Linked DNA regions of Sus scrofa: region 1 is linked to region 2. The links are chromatin contacts, called in public promoter capture Hi-C maps. All regions are on one chromosome and are shown on one strand. The core of a region is the stretch at or near the end of the contact, and the rest is flanking DNA. Distances in the headings are between cores, read along the strand shown. Region 1 holds the start of ITGB3 (integrin subunit beta 3). Region 2 overlaps ITGB3 (integrin subunit beta 3).

Evidence for each region. Promoter capture Hi-C pulls out the DNA fragments that hold promoters and counts their contacts.
Region 1: a promoter capture Hi-C map of liver shows a contact between it and region 2, with 3 times the contacts expected there. The contact joins the promoter of ITGB3 here to the enhancer-like site in region 2. A contact is called at or near these places in 1 of 5 promoter capture datasets (liver), 5 of 47 Hi-C or Micro-C datasets (embryonic fibroblasts, liver, skeletal muscle and 1 more) and 1 of 2 datasets of contacts at active chromatin or transcription factors (skeletal muscle).

What each region holds. Positions count from the first base shown.
Region 1 is chr12:16,750,809-16,753,950 of Sscrofa11.1, reverse strand. It overlaps ITGB3 (integrin subunit beta 3), which reads left to right and starts at 1,723. Exons shown (of 15, transcript NM_214002.1): 1 at 1,723-1,820. The coding sequence starts at 1,754.
Region 2 is chr12:16,698,000-16,701,359 of Sscrofa11.1, reverse strand. ITGB3 (integrin subunit beta 3) reads left to right here. Exons shown (of 15, transcript NM_214002.1): 14 at 3,086-3,252. Among named protein-coding and RNA genes, the nearest start is that of ITGB3, 53 kb to the left of the region's middle. Within about 2 kb of position 1,754, at least 9 of the 83 cell types and tissues checked have an H3K27ac peak or open chromatin away from gene starts, as enhancers often do. A contact at or near this core is called in liver, where this site is marked.

The DNA.
Region 1 (3,142 bases), core at 474-2,973, 53 kb before region 2:
TTCTTCAGGCTGAAGGGGCTAGAAACTTGGACGGCGTATTTACTTGACCAGTGCCCACCCCCAAGTGGTTTGTTCCAGAGATCCAGGGTGAGGAGATACTGGTGAATGGAAGATTGGTTTTATATATATGTGTATATACACATATATACACACACATATATATGAATTAAGCAAATATGTAAATATCTAGGCAGAGATGTAATCAGACTGTGAGATCTGAATTTTGCACGGGGCCACTGGCTTCTGACCTGGAGGCCCTCCAGCAGCTAGGAGAGGTTAATGGAGCTCAGGTGAGGAAGCCCAGCTACCCTTTGGGGGCTGGCTTTTCCCCTGACCCCTTGCAAATCCCTCCTGACATTTCTGCTGATGCATGCTGTTCTTTTGGTGTATCCTAGTATTGGGAGGTCTGAGGAGGGAATGCCCACCTTTGCTGAGGGTGGGGGCATCAGACAAGATTACTTGGAAGAGGTGACATCTGAGATGTTTTGAAAGATAAGTGGAATTTTCCAAGCAGAAAAAAGAAGTAAGATCAGTCAGATAGAAAGGCCTGGAGTGTTTGGGAATGCTAAGTATATTCTAGGGCTAGGCTGGAGATCTGAGCCAGGGCCAGTTTTCAGGCATCTTGTGTGTCTTGAGGGCTTGAGGAAGCAACAGGTTTTCCAGGCAGCCATAAAGCCTTTAGAGGAGCCCAGGAACTGGAGAGATATCCAAATTCTGCCTTATGTTTCAGGCCTTGTTTTTTTGTTTTTTGTTTTTTTAAATCATCTTAGAGCTATCCATTGAGACAGCCTGCACCCGCCCCTGTCCCTGGTGGCCTCCTGTTCACAGCCCTAGTATTTTGCCTCTTTGAACTTTGAAGTTTCTAGTTTGGGGAAGACCCAGAGTCTATGAGGCAGGACTGGGGAAAAGCAGAAGGGCTTTGAAGAGAATGCAGTAAAGTTCCAAGGCCTGTAGGTTTGCATGGAGGCCATATATTGACTGTGTTCTGAAACTTTTATCAGATACTCTGAGCGAGCATTTGAAGAGAAAGTCCCTTTGTGGACTTCAACTGCACACACAAACTTAAGATGTGGTTTTGTCCTCTAGAGGCTTACGGTCTACGGGAAAACCAAACTACTCCCCAGATAAAAATTAGTGAATAATAAAGGACTAAGCCCGTGCCTGGCACCGAGTAGGCATTCAATAGGTTTGTCAAGTAAATGCACGAATATGTGAGTGAATGAAACTCAAGGTTCGGACAGAAAGTGCCCAAGGAGAATTCAGGTGAGAGAGAGAGAGAGAGAAAAAAAAAAAAAAAAAAAAAAAAAAAAAAGAAAGAAAGAAAGAAAGAAAGAAAGAAAAAGAGCCACGTGGGCGTCTCCGGGGAGATGACCTAGGTCCGGAGAGGGGCCACAGGCGCCTGGATTTTCTAAGCATACCAGGTGCCAGCGCGGACCCTGGGACCAGGACATCTGTGGAGGATGCGCCCTCGCCCGCCCCGGGTCTCAGTCGTGCCTGACTTGCAGGCAGGCGGATGCTCGCGGGCTGAGCTGAGGCGGCGAGAGAGGAGCGACGGTTTCCAACTTCCCTCTCTGTTCTGGAGGGTCCAGCAAAGGACCTGAGGGGAGGAAGCGCAAGTCCACGGCCCGCCCCGTTGCGTCCCACCCACAGCGTCCCCTCCCCTCTGGCTGCGGGAAAAGCGGCCGCAGGCGCCGCTGCTCGCTGTGGGGAGGGAGGGCACAGCTGAGGCGGAGGGCGGCAGCGGGTGGACGAGATGCGAGCGCGGCCGCTCTGGGCCGCTGTGCTGGTGGTGGGGGCGCTGGCGGGCGTCGGCGTCGGAGGTGAGTGAGGCTCCCGCGCGGCGGGACGCAGCTCTTCGGGGAGCCGTGCCGCGCATTCTGCCGCAGCCGCGTGTGCAGACTTGGAGCGGGGAAAGCGGGCGGGCGGGTCCTGCGCGGCTGAGCTCGGAGTGCTCAGGGCCAGGCTGGGGACCTTCGGCTGTGGCAACGGCGAGGGGCTACCTAGGGGCGGGTCGTCCGCGACGCCGAAGCGAGCCCTTAGTTAGCGAGGTTAGGCGCCTGCTCGCGGTGTCGGCGAGCGCGGCGCCGGGGGCGCATCTCTGAGCCCCGAGTTCAGCCCGGGTTGCGCGCGTCGCAGGTGGTCCTGGCCGCGCGAAGGCAGACTGGGTCCGGTAACCGAGGCGAGCTGGGGCTTCCCAGAGCTGGTCCGCATCTTGACAGAGGGATGTGCTTCTCGGATAAGAGAACGTGCGCGCGCAGATTTACCCGTTACTCCTCATTCCTTTTTCTCTTTGTGTTATACTTTTCCCAAATTTTTGTTTTTTACTTGGTGGCTCCCAGCGGGAGCAACTCTGAGGAGGATGAGGGCTCTGCCTCCTACAGGGTCCCTGGGCGGCAGCCGTGCCTCTGCTTCCGGGACAAACCCAGCATCCGAAAAGGTCTCCGGTGTAGGCGAGCAGCCACACCAGGGGTCCCCTGGAGCTGGCTTGGCTCCCTGGCTTTGTCTGTCTTGCCGCTGCACCCGCTATCAACTGCCGAGGCAGCTGGCACTCGGCCTCATTGGTGCTGGGAGGGGCAGAGCACAGCCCGGGGGTGCTGCCCTTGGTCTTTCCGGAGCCCGAGTGACCTTTCCAGGGAGAACTCTGGCTCCTGATACACAGCAACGTTCCTCTGCAGAGGACTCAACAGGTGTGCACATATTACCTTAAAAGAAAAGAGTGGTACTCACTGTAAAGCAATTTAGAGCCTGCAGAGGATATTTTTTTAAAGTAAGATTTATTGCTAAGCCCATTTGGAGAATAATTATTCAGAAAGACTTGATGACTCGTGTATAAGAGATTGTACCTGACAGGGCAACAGTATCTTTTTTTTTTTTTAACACTTCATTGAGGTATGATTGACAACAAAAAGCTGTATATATTTAATGTATATTACTTGAGTTTGGATATAATTATAGACTCATGAAACCATCACCACAATTTATGATCCATAACTTGATGAAGGAGTTACAAATAATATATAGGGGGCTGTTTAAGTTATTACTGCCGAGGCTTCCTATGTGATAAATGCTCAAACAAGTCAACTGATGCCTTTATTCTGCAATGGCACAAAATTATGAATCTCCGTCATTCTGCCCTGGGAGA
Region 2 (3,360 bases), core at 505-3,004:
TAGGACTGATTATTCCTAGGAGACAGGCAGATGTAACATACATCTTGATATCTGTTGGAAGAATTTGGGCTGCTTGGAGAAGGAAGGGTATGAAAGTGGGAAAAGGGCTATATCAGCGTCATCCAGGGTGTTGCTGTCCCCATGGGTAGATGTGAATGTGGGGTCCCCATTTGTGATTATCGTTCATCAGCCTTTTGAGAGCTCTCATCCTTTATAAGAGAGAAGGTAAAGCAATGGCATCACCTTAATTTTACTTTGTGACCCAAGGGAATTCTGATGGGGGGAAGTGAAGAGGGAAGAGTCTGGGTGTGTATCTGTTGGGGAGCAGGTGTGAATTAGTTTGGCCAGGAGTTCCTTCCCGCCCGCCCAGGTTAACACATTGAATGGATTTTTCCAAATCCACCCTATGTGTACCTTTGTCCCTTCTCATGACAGAAGGGCAGCGTGTTCTTGCTTTGGGGATTTAACATTTCTTCATCTCTTTGCTGTAACAATCCCACTGGTGCTTCTGCTGTTTCACTTACCAAAATCACTTGACCTGGTATTCTGAGACTGGACTATACTGCCTGGAGTTGTGGGGAACAGACATGATAACTGGGGTGATAACAAATATCTAGTTATCAGAGTGAGGGTAACTTTTTAGGCCAGTGGACCCCTTCCTCCACATTAGGAGATGCGATCCCAGACTCACATTTCCTAATCTGGCTGCCCTGGAATTCCAAGTTCTGCCTCTCCTTTCACCCCAACCCCCAATCCCTTTCAGGGCCTCTGGCTTTGAGTAGAAGGTAGCATCTGAGACCTCAGAGAGTATTCCCATTCTCTCCCCTCATATTCTTGCAGATGCTCTCTCTGAAGGGCTGAGGCACTAAAGGGCACTGAAGAGGGCACCACCAAGGAGTTTGACATTGGCCAAGTGGTGTTCAGCCACCAGGGCATGAGCTCCCTTGAGCTGAGCCCTCACCACTCCTAGGTGGGGTTGCCTGGTAACATACAATACTTCTCCTGCAAAGTGTGGTACATACTGATGTCAAAAGGTTACTCATTGTTTATCTGAAATTCAGATTTAACTGGACTTCCTGTCCTTTTGTTTGTCAAGTCTGCTCACCCTGCCCTGTCTGCCATGACTTTGGGTCATCACCTGCTGTGGGTCCTCATCACTGTGGCTGGAGGACTCTCCAGAGACCACTTGGTCTTGTGTCTGCTTCCAGGAAGCCTGCCATCCACCCTTTTCAGGGCAGACAGTTAACAGTTTTAATTCCCCCTCACCTCCACCCCCGAAACTTCCCTGGCCTTCTACCTGTCCTGCCCATGCTGACATGCAGAACTGAAGAGAGTCCACATTGAGGTTTGTGGGTCAGCCCTACCTCAGTCTTCCAGAGAATTCATAACAGCTTTCCCAGAATTCATAATTGCTTTCTCTTTGCTCCTGGGAACGCAGATGCTGGAACCTCACAGCCTCTCTCCCGACATTCCTTTAATTATAGACAGGTTGTAATTTGGTGGGATGGGAAATAGACAGCTTGGGTTGTGGTGGCGGTTATTTTGGGGGTAGAGTGTGGTGAGCGTAGCGTGTATGTTTAGAGAAGAAGGTGGGAGACAGTGTGGAAAGTAGGTGTGACACCTCTCCAGACCTATCATACTCATATATACAAACGCCTACTTACTTCACACCTGAGAGTTTACCAGAGTGAAGTCACTCATCAGACATCTGCGGTTGATGGGAAGCAGAGCCCTTCAGCTTGGCTCTCAGTGGGGTGACGTACCTCTGTTTATGCTGGTTGTTGATTGGGGTTGAGCAGGAAGTTGGCTCTCAATAGGCTTGGGACTTTAGATGACTAAATATTTTGGGAAGAAACCCAATATATTGTCTTGGTTGGCAGGCCTCCTGGTCTCCAAGAATGTGCTAAAAAGGTCATTAAGTTCTCCACCCTCAGGGAGTAAGTATCTGAACTAGGGTAACTACCTCAAAGGCCTACAGGAACTGGATAAACAAATTAGGGAAAATCAGCCACATGTCACAGGGACACCAGTAACATGTGAGACATTTTAGAGACAGAGAAGTAGGAAACAGACACCCCAGAAAGGTTAAGTTACCAAAGGTTAAACAGCAAAGTAAGTGGTAAGCCAGGGTTCACACCCGGGCAGTCTGGCTCCAGAGGTCACGATTGCACAGACTCAGTCACAAGTCACACTTTACTCTCTGTTTAGTGGAGAAAAGAGAGAGTGCTGAGGATACTGGCAAACTAAAAAAACATGTCCCATCTAAAAGGGGCAAGTACTCCTTAGCCCTTGTGATTTAAAAATAAAATATAAAAATATAGATTCAGTGCTTCTAGATCTTTTGATTTTATTTTTTAAAGAGAAGAGGAAGTATCTGAAATTTTAGGAGGAGCATGTCCTGATTATTCCATGTTGTTGACAAAATAATTTTTTTTTTTTGTTTTTTTAAGGGCCGCACCCGTGACATATGGGAGTTCCCAGGTGAGGGATCGAATCTGAGTGCCAGATTCGATAACCTGCTGCACAACAGTGGGAAATCCCAAACTTAAATTTTGAATAAACAATTATGTGAACTGATACTGAGTAGCCTGGGTTTTGCCTGTGGGTGACCAGCCAACGACCTCTGATTTAAAATACTCAGGACAGATTATGGCTGCCCTAAAGATGGGCTCCCCTACTCCTTTAAAAATTAATTAGCTTATTTTGTAAGTTCTGTTTCCTTCAGAGCACGTTGCAGTACTTTATTACTTTGTCAAGAAGATCTTATTGGGAGTTCCTGTTGTGGCTCAGTGTAATGAACCTGACTAGTATCCTTGAGGACATGGGTTCCATCCCTAGCCTCACTCAGTGGGTTAAGGATCTGGCATTGCCATGAGCTGTGGTGTGCTGTGGTGTAGGCGGCATTGCTGTGGCTGTGGTGTAGGCTGGCAGCTGCAGCTACAATTAGAACCCTAGCCTGGGAACTCCAATATGGTGCATGTGTGTCCCTAGAAAATAGACCAAAAAAAAAAAATCTTATTTGTGGCCAGTTCAAGTGATTCCTGTTCCATTCCTGACCACCCTGCTCTGTGTTCTCTCCTGACAGAGTGTCCCAAGGGCCCTGACATCCTGGTGGTCCTGCTTTCAGTGATGGGGGCCATTCTGCTCATCGGCCTTGCTACTCTGCTCATCTGGAAGCTCCTCATCACCATCCATGACCGGAAGGAGTTTGCTAAATTTGAAGAAGAGAGAGCCAGAGCCAAATGGGACACAGTAAGAGGCTGGGTTGGGCTGGGTATTTTCTTAAGTCATTGGCTCCAGAGCCTGAAGTAGAAGCAGTAGGTGCTGAAGGTGGCCAGTTCAGCCAGCACTATAGTCTCC